Linked DNA regions of Mus musculus: all the other regions are linked to region 1. A link is a contact called in public promoter capture Hi-C data. All regions are on one chromosome and are shown on one strand. The core of a region is the stretch at or near the end of the contact, and the rest is flanking DNA. Distances in the headings are between cores, read along the strand shown.

Evidence for each region. Promoter capture Hi-C pulls out the DNA fragments that hold promoters and counts their contacts.
Region 2: a promoter capture Hi-C map of pre-B cells shows a contact between it and region 1, with 2.8 times the contacts expected there. The contact joins the promoter of Ap3b1 here to the promoter of Dhfr in region 1. A contact is called at or near these places in 1 of 39 promoter capture datasets (pre-B cells) and 2 of 484 Hi-C or Micro-C datasets (CD4 T cells and CD8 T cells).
Region 3: a promoter capture Hi-C map of pre-B cells shows a contact between it and region 1, with 5 times the contacts expected there. The contact joins the promoter of Vcan here to the promoter of Dhfr in region 1. A contact is called at or near these places in 1 of 39 promoter capture datasets (pre-B cells) and 1 of 115 datasets of contacts at active chromatin or transcription factors (astrocytes).

What each region holds. Positions count from the first base shown.
Region 1 is chr13:92,353,449-92,356,449 of GRCm38.p6, forward strand. It overlaps Dhfr (dihydrofolate reductase), which reads left to right and starts at 1,335. Exons shown (of 6, transcript NM_010049.3): 1 at 1,335-1,896; 2 at 2,202-2,251. The coding sequence starts at 1,811. It overlaps Msh3 (mutS homolog 3), which reads right to left and starts at 1,555. Exons shown (of 24, transcript NM_010829.2): 1 at 1,315-1,555. The coding sequence starts at 1,452. It also overlaps the pseudogene Gm19308.
Region 2 is chr13:94,357,008-94,360,328 of GRCm38.p6, forward strand. Ap3b1 (adaptor-related protein complex 3, beta 1 subunit) reads left to right here and starts at 1,953. Exons shown (of 27, transcript NM_009680.3): 1 at 1,953-2,224. The coding sequence starts at 2,097. Gm9776 (predicted gene 9776) reads right to left here and starts at 1,916. Exons shown (of 1, transcript NR_045619.1): 1 at 1-1,916.
Region 3 is chr13:89,741,222-89,744,382 of GRCm38.p6, forward strand. Vcan (versican) reads right to left here and starts at 1,291. Exons shown (of 15, transcript NM_001081249.1): 1 at 852-1,291. The region is part of intron 1 of Gm4117 (a long non-coding RNA gene); the gene reads left to right.

The sequences.
Region 1 (3,001 bases), core at 85-2,584:
TCTACTTTTTACTCTGAAAAGGCTGTTGGGGGTGACTGTTTTTGCCATCAGAGACAGAAACTGGCAGGAACAGTCTCTCATTACCTCACATTCTACTAAAATTATGTGGAATTCTCTACTTTCCTACTCATATGTTAAATAAAATACTTCTACAAGATCAATTTTAAAAAATCTATTTTCAAAATGCAAAATTATAGAAGGAAGAGGAGTAATAAACGACCAATGTATTTCCTGTTTCAAAGCTTCCATTCACTATTAAAAGATGTCCTGAGACTATCTGTTGGCAGATAATCTATGAAAAACTTAAAACTTTTGCCTAATATCCTCTCAGTGGTGAGTGCAAAATGAATCTTAGTGAATGTACAGAAATAAAAAAAAAGCCTTAAAAAGAGAGAGTAGAGCATTAGTCAGTATTGGAAAGAAATATAAATGAAATGGGTTAAGATTCTTAAACTGATTTGCAACTGCAGTAAAATACAGGAGATGCCCGTTACAATCACCTTCTACATCTTCAGTCTGGGAAATGACCGAGGCCTTAACTCACCCTGAACAAGTGTGACACATTGCCAGCTAGTGTGGGAAACATCCTTGGGCCTGTGTTTGTGGCAGTATCACGATGGGGTTTTGGTTTTGTTTCTCTTTGCTTTGCTTTGAACTATCTGATGGGCTGCAAGCAACAGGAAGTAGCCAACTATAAGCATGTACAGAAACTTCATCCATCTAAATGCTTACACTGGAAATCTGTACAGTAAAACGATATTCTGGCACGGGGATCAGAAAGACAGAGCACATGGTTTTGAATTCTGAGAAACTAGCCTTAATGACAGCTTTCTTCTAGTCAGCCAAGCAAGCATATGTAAATAAAGCTCCTCTTCAACCATCAATACAGTAGGGAAAATGTAAAGGAAAGAATGAAGAACAGAGGTTAAAAAACGCATCCTGGGCCGGCCGGCCAGTCCTCGCCATTCACCACGATAGAAGTTTCTGGCTCGGGTTCCGGCTACCGACTGGAAGCACCAAGACCTCAAATCTATTACCGCTGGTCGGGTAAAAAAGTCAACTAAAACAAGGACCAGAAGAAGCCGCCACCTTAAGCCTTCCCTGGCCCCGCCCCTTAGCCCTACCCACCATTAATAAGCTCTCCATAAGGCCTCCGCTTCCGGCCACGACGGCTACGCACCCGCCCCACCCTGACCCCGCCCCTAGCGGTCCGGCCCCACCCCGCCCTCTAGCTCCGCCCCGTCCCAGACAGAACCCGCCCGGGACGGCCTTCGCCTAGGTGGACGCTAGGGGCGCCGCGGAGCCGTACTTTACCTTCTCTGCTGGCTCCGTGGAGGACGCGCTGGATCTTAGGCTTCCCGCAGACCTGAAGAACCGGCTTAGAACCGTTTGCCTCCCCGGGCCTGGGCCGGCGGCAGTAGAGCCTCCCGACGCGGATTTCCCGCGGGGCATTGCAGTGTGCAGAAGAGCCGGCCTGCTAGGAGCGCGAGCGCGCGGCCGCACTTTCTCGCGCCTGCGCGCGCGCACGCCTCAACCTGTGCGGGACCGGCCTTGGGGGCGGAGCCTTAGCTACACAAATAGAATGCGCGGCGGGCCTTGGTGGGGGCGGGGCCTTAGCTGCACAAATAGGATGCGCGGCGGGCCTTGGTAGGGGCGGAGCCTTAGCTGCACAAATAGGATGCGCGGCGGGCCTTGGTGGGGGCGGGGCCTAAGCTGCGCAAGTGGTACACAGCTCAGGGCTGCGATTTCGCGCCAAACTTGACGGCAATCCTAGCGTGAAGGCTGGTAGGATTTTATCCCCGCTGCCATCATGGTTCGACCATTGAACTGCATCGTCGCCGTGTCCCAAAATATGGGGATTGGCAAGAACGGAGACCTACCCTGGCCTCCGCTCAGGTATTGGCCGGGCTGGGCTCGGGAAACTGAGGCGGTTCACTGAGTAGGGTCATGCACTTGGCTTGGACGCGCGGGACGGGCGTGAGCGGTAGGCCTACCGGCCTCAGCCAGAGACCAAGCTACCGGTTCCCGCGGTGATCCCCCTGCTGTGCCAGCCTTTGCTCACAGGCTCCCTGGCCGGGAGCAAAGTCCTGTCCTTGAGCGGGCAGCAACACCACCCCCCACACCCACACCGGACTTGCACCTTTCGTCGCTGAATGGAGCCTGAGCATACATGACGGGTTAACTGTTTCTCTAACTTTCAGGAACGAGTTCAAGTACTTCCAAAGAATGACCACAACCTCTTCAGTGGAAGGTAATGTAGAGTAATTAAGTCATGAGAATTATGTTTGCTTGAAGCAAGATTTACATGGTAGAGGTATGAGTAGAAAGTCTCCCCTGGGAATCTGGGATCTCTGTTTCTTGCTAGAAATTTTTGTGCGATTCCCAGATTTTATTAAACATCCTCTTAGAATACTCTATGTTTGAAATTTTGTTAGCAAGTGCATATAGCTCGAATATAACTGGGCAGAATCGGCAGCAAAATTTAGCACTTTGAATAGAGACCTGAGCCGGTATTTAGAATTGTTACTGAAAGACAGAAGACTTGAGTAAATGGAGAAAAATGCAGGGGAGAAGAGGCTAAAAATAATTTAAATCTGTTGGCTTTAGGAAGACACGGTGGGATGAAGGCTGTGGTCTTCAGTGAGGCAGTCTGGGTGACTGACTTTAAAAGAATGGGGAGTGGTGTGCAATAATTATAAGGCAGTTTCCCATTACTTGTGATTGTAAGGACATTCGCTGTAATTCTTCCTAACAGACATGTTTGCTTATTGCTTATCATTGTAGGAGAGGAGGGCAGAGCTGATGGGAAAAAGAAGTCAGCAGTGTAGATGTTGAACATTAGTAGAGAACATAGTAGGTCACTGTGTAGACAGGTTGACAAATGCCATCTTGGGGGCGTGGCACAAAACATGCACACAAGCCACCTATTCATGTTCTCTACTGAGTAGCCTGGCGTTGGGATTAATGAGTCTGATGGCCAGCTGTGCTGCTCTTTCTACGA
Region 2 (3,321 bases), core at 703-3,202, 2.0 Mb after region 1:
ATGGGCCCTTTTCAAGTGGGGTGTGCTGGTGCGTGGCTATAGTCACAACATTGGAAAGTTAAGGCAGGAGGATTGCAAGTTCGAAGCCAGGCAGGACTACAGAGTGAGACCCTGTCTCTAAAAACAAAATAAACCCTTTCCATAAGAAAATGAACTATTGTGGGTGGGTAGGGGAGCAGGACGGGGGGGGGGGGCCTCTGGGGGGGTATAGGGAACTTTCGGGATAGCATTTGAAATGTAAATAAAGAAAATATCTGGGCTGGTGAGATGGCTCAGTGGTTAAGAGTGCTGACTGCTCTTCCAAAGGTCCCAAGTTCAAATCCCAGCAACCATGTGGTGGCTCACAACCATCCGTAACGAAATCTGATGCCCTCTTTTGGAGTGTCTGAAGACAGCTACAGTGTACTTACATATAATAAATAAATAAATCTTAAAAAAAAGAAAATACCTAATAAAATAATAATAAAAAGAAAATGAACTATTCAAGATAAATTGGATTAACATGTCCATGTGAAAAAAAAACTCACATGAAAGATAATCATATTCATTATCAACATGAATATAAAAATTAATTAGAACACAAAAATCTATATCACATTATGACAAAATTATGAGAATGTGAGGAAATCCCTCTCATACGTAAATGGTAGGAGAGCAATTTAGAATATCTAGTAAAAGCGTTTACATTCCAAAATAAAAACAATTATATACTCAGGTATATTTTGTACTGAGGATGTGTTCACATTGTCATTACTTGACAAAATAAGCAAAGCCTAGTGTCTTCCCGTAGTAAATGAATTTATCCATGCACACCACTTAGTATAGTGTCTGGGGTATAAGCTAAGCATCATATAACACCTTGTTATGTATCATCACCATCGATCAGTCAGTCGTAGGAGAGATTCTACAAATCTATCAATATCATCAACACTGGGAAGAAACATATTTGCGATGCTCGAACACTGTCTGGATAGGTGTATTGAAAAGCTAATTAACCGCCAACGTTTGGTCAGTTTGGAGGCTGATTGCTCCTCTCTCTCCTAGCACTAAGGAGGAGCGTGTTTTCCGAGAGACAACGCAATCTTTCAGTCAAGTCGAGAAATCTTGGTGGGACCTTGGTGTTTGCCTGGTGCTACCCTTGGGTTTTGGTGATTTGCTGCAGGGCTGCAGGTATTCAGTCCTTTCTGGACCGCATGTGTAGGGAAAGAGGAACGAAGGAACGGTAGTCACCAGGGAGGCTGGTGAGGGTCCTCTTGGAAAGCTGCCCGGGACAGAAGGGTTGCAGTTCTGCAGCCAGAAACCATCCCATCTTGCTGCTTAGGTGTTGTTGGAAAGCCACTTGCCCAAGAGTGGAAGCAGGCGGCGCTCGGAGGAGAGCGCACTCCAGCTTCTGGCCCAGGCTTAGCTCGCGGCAGCTGACTGCGGGCAGGACGCAAGCCTCGAACTTCAAGTAAGAACCTCGGGCCCCAGGAAAAACTTAGGCAAAGCTTGCAGGCGGATGATCGCCTCCGCGCAGATCCTGAAAGCCTCCTCCGAAGGAGGAGCTTTCACGTCTAGAACGTCAGGCCACTCTGGCTGTGAGAGGGGCGGAAGCCAGCCTCGAGGGCTGAGAGCTTGTGGCCGCTGAAGCCAAGTTCTTCCGACCTGTGCACCGCGTTTCAGGAGCCATCGGGGAGCGATCAGTGGACAGCAGAAGAGAAGCAACGAACCCTGGAGGATCTGAGATCTCCTCCACCAAAACGCATCCAAGGGCCTCATATCCAGTTCTTTACGTGCCCACGACTCTCCGGCTGACCCGGTGCAAAACCCCAGCTTCCTGTTAAGGGTCCCGAGTGTAGCTTCCCGGCAGCCCCTAACACCCGGAGCGCGACAATCTAGCGCACCGGGAGCGGCAGGCGCGGGCCCGCACGGACACAGTGCGCACGCGCAGGGGGTGGGCCGCCCGGTCAGCCGGAGCAGTGACGAGCCCGGAAGCGCCGGCGCGCGCCCCCTCCGCCCCAGAACTAGTTTGGTTCGGTGTCCTCCGAACGCCAGCCATCCGTAGAGGACCCCGCACGCTCTCTCCCGCACCCGCCTGCTGGCCAGCACCGCCCGCGATGTCTAGCAACAGTTTCGCCTACAACGAGCAGTCGGGAGGAGGGGAGGCGGCGGAGCTCGGGCAGGAGGCCACCTCGACCATCTCTCCCTCGGGCGCCTTCGGCCTCTTCAGCAGCGATTGGAAGAAGTGAGGACCGGGGTTCGGGGTGCGGGAGCGCTGCCGGGACGCGAGGCGGCCGCCCGGGCTGCTCTCGGTTCCTGGGGAACCTCCCTGCCGCCCCCGCTGCGGTGGGTCGGTGGGTGGGTGGGTGGGGGTGGCCCCGCCGGGTGCGGGGCTTGTTGGGGACGTCTGGGGACGCCCAAGGCGGCGCCTGTGGTCTTCAAACTTTGGTGTGTGTGGGGGGGAAAAAGCAAACCAGTTGGTGAGCCGAGGTTCCACTTCCCAAACCGTTGACTGAGTTGATCTGGGCTGCGCACAGGAGTTTGAATTTTGAACTTCTAGTGAATTTGAGGTCTACAGGATCAGACCTCGAGAAAGTCATTTATTTAAAGGTGACGAGGGTATTTGGGGAAGGGAGTGGGGAGTGGGCCTGCTGCTTATTGGGACCCTATAATGTAGGGACTAAGCGGTGGTTTGGGGGTTTTGTATAAATGACAAACTTATTTTTTCTACCACCTTTGGCGTTTTTCATGTGATGATCTTTGCACCAGGGTACTTCCCCGCCCCCACTGAAGCACTGAGATAATATTTAAATAGAGTGTTGTTGTGAACCAAACCCAGTTCTAGTTCTTTACAAATAGTATGAATTTTAAAAATAAGCACCAACCGTGTATACTGATTTTTGTAAAAAGTTACTTATGGTTCGCGTCAAATACCGCCAAGAATTGAAAACATCCTTAGCGGGTTCTGTTTTAGTTTGGGTTTTACATTTTGGCGTGTTGATGGGCTGTGGATAAATGTACAGAATTATGACAACTTAGATTATTTGTCGTTCCCCTCCCTTTTCTTTCTGACAGGGTCTCACTGTGTAACCTTGGCTGGCCTGGAACTCACTAGGTAGAGCAGGCTAGCCTGAAACTCAGAGAAATCCTCCTGCCTCTGCTACTCCAGTGCACACACCACCATGCCATTACACATTCTTTTTAAATTTTTGTTCTCTTATTGTTACGCAGTATAGTAAAACATAATAGACTATCACTAGATTCTACCCACTTAAGGTAAGGAAACTTGGTTGATAGTTTTATGGATATTAAGAGGTGTAACTAAAATAATAATTGGTGGGG
Region 3 (3,161 bases), core at 41-2,540, 2.6 Mb before region 1:
AGCGAGGGGGGAGATACTGCACACCCCTCCAGTTCAGGGAAAGCTTTCCCGCCCAGGAGCCTCCCAGACCTCTACGGTGTTCCAACAACCCCACCCCCATCCAATGCGCCTTCCCGGCTGGCTCGGGAGCACCACGCGCAGGACAAAAGAACACAGGGGCAACGTGAGAGAGCTTTGACAGCCCTCAAGTCATCAAAGAAAAGCAGCCCCAGGACCCTACCCAACCCCTGCCAGATAGCCTCCCACATTGCCTGAGGGGTTGGGGGAAAGGGTCATGTCCGTGCAGGTCCTGGGCCGCTAAAGTATCCTGCTGCCTTGTCAGGAGCTGCCCAGAGGTGACTTTCCAGGAACCAAAGATACTGACCACACACACGGAGCCAGGAAACCAGGTGGTCTGCCCTAAGGTGGTTTCAGGGGCTTGCATTTGGGCAAGTTTGGGGACTCTCCATTCAAACTTTTGCCTCGACCACTTTAAAGAGAACAAAATCAAGGTGTGAGGAGTCCATTCCATTCCTCCAACTCAAGATAGCAGGACTTTTCTAGGATTTCGCTACAAAATCCCTTCCCCCTATTCGGTTTGTCCTTTTCCTCTACCCCACCCCGGACTTCTTTTGTCTAGCTCTTTTTCAGCACCAAGGTCTATCTGAATTCATCTCTTTAACAAGTTACCTTCATGTTTGAAAGTGCGCACATTTTTCTAACTTCGCCTTACAGCTAGTCCTCTTGGCTTTAATTAAAGCCCTCTTCCAATTACAATGTGAGTCTTTCCCCCTACTAAGCTGGACGGTTTTCTTTTCCCAACAAGTTTTCCCTCTTTCTTTTAAATGGGGGAACAAAAGAAAAGTGATTACCTTGAAAGGCGGCTTACTGCAGTTTTCGGGGTGGAAATTCACTGCTGAGCTGTGAGAAAGGGCTCCGCGTTGCCCCGGAAGATCACATAGGAAGCGCGGTGGCCTGGGGAAGGGTGCAGCGAGTGCGGGACAGAGCTGGAGAGGAGAGAGGATGCGCTGGTAGCGGCAGATCCTTGTCCCAGCGCTTGGCCACAGCACCTAATGCTCACAGCTGCTGCGCCCGCGCTCCTTGAGTTCTTCGCCCAGAAAGGCTCGGGGCAGCTCGCCTGCAAGTTCAAATGCGGGTTGTGACACCCACCGTCATTATATCACTGTACCGTCAGAGCCGAGGAGGAGACTCAGCGAGAAGGAGGAGGGAGAGGAGGAGGAGGGTTCATTCACAGGCTCCTGAAGAGCTCCGTAGCTCAGTCACTCCAAAGAGCCCAAGCTTGGAAACAGGCGGAGGGGCGGAAAGGAGCTCCCTCAGCCTGCGGTAGGGACCGCCTGCCTCCCTGGCCAGGCACTCCCACCTCTCAGCGTTTCTTCCTGATGAGAAGTACCAATCGGCTGGGGGTGGGGGGAATCCGTGCTCCTCATTCAACGACTCGGTACCACCTCGCTGTGCAGTCTCAAACAACTGCCTTCCCACCCATCCCCACCCCACCCCCTCTTCCCCGCCCTGGGCTGCTACTTCTGAATTAGGGGAAAGGAGTCCCCAGGCTCTGCTGCGGCCAGCAAGCACAGAGCAATTAAGTATGGTCAGTCCTTAGGAGCGGACGGGACTCTATAACATCAGCCAAGAACTTGCGTATAATGTGTTTAATGCGACCACGGAGCTTGCTCGTCCCATCAGAAGAGGTGTCAGGCTCAATGCTCCTGCCAACCTGAAAGAGATACTGAGAAAGTGAGATCCCAAGCCCCAGGGAGACGCAAAAGCTTTTCGTGACTGCTCTCCCTAGGGAACTGCCCAATGGGGAGCCCGCGGCATCAGGCCCTACACAAAGACCCTGGCAATAAAGGGTTGGACAGGAAATCCCCCCAAGCAATCCCTTGTCCCATTCAAAGAGAATCCTTTCTCTGACACAAATCCGCGTCTTTCCTTAAATGTATTTCGCTTCCTTCCTTCTTCCATACCTCTGTCTTTCACAGGATATCTTGCAGAATTTTCTGCCTAACTCAGATTTCTTTGACTTACCAGTCTTTCCATGTTGTCTGGAAATGGAATCTTTCACGTTCGCAATTTTTTTTTTCCCCTACTCAGGCTTATCCATCGATGTAAACAACATCAATATAGAGAAGCACACCCTTCACTGAATCACAAAAGACTCCATTAGGACCTTAAAGAGCAAAGGGTCAAACAGTTAATACAAAGGATTTCTGACCCTCACAAAAGGGCGACTTTGAATTTTCCGTTACGTTGAAGTCTAGTATGAGTTTCTAGAGAGAGGACAAAATAAGTTCGCAAGACATGTCGAAGTAACTCTCAGGGTACTGAAACAATTACAAACTTTTCCTCCTACACCAATATGGAAATATCCTTGTAATTATTGACTCTGAATGTTTTGCTTAGAGAATGACATCAAACACAGGGCTTCAGAAACGGTAGTGATTAACGCAGAGAGTTTGTCTTTACCCTGGATTTCTTTAATTAGATTGGCTGCCAACCACAGTTCTAAAGTTGTAACCTAGACCCTTCTGCATGTGGGCTCCTTTTCTAAGGTTTGTAGATTCAATATGATCATAGATCTTAAGTGATAAACATGTGGTAGGATTATCAGTACAATTTCATCCCCCGGTGTGTATTTCATGTGTCCTTTTACTTACACTCACTGTAGTGAGTGACTTAACTGTACTACGGGCCATTTCGAAATCAGTTTGGCTTACAGTGACTTATTTAACCTTTATGCGACGATTGTACTGCCATTACTAAAACTGAAATTTCATCCCATATATTGTGCAGAATGAGAGCCACATCTTGACATCAGACTTCAGTCACTGCATTTAACATGCCAACACAACCAGGTATGGAAAGAGACTCACCCCAAGCTTGCACAGACCAGAGATGCTTATCAGAACACAGCTCTTGAATCAATAGGAATTCATTCAGAAAGAAGAAAAATAAAATATAATGAATTTCCATTATTATTTATATTCCAGGCATTGGGGTAGATAGATTTTTTCTCTGAAACGCTTCAAGTTATTATCATTAATTTATTTCTTAAATTCAAGTGAACCTAGTTTGAGTTTTACAGTTAAGTGGTTTGCCCAAGGCTACTTTGCGACAGATCATTGGCCTAAAAGCTTATCAACTCTCTGTTATCCTATTCTCCC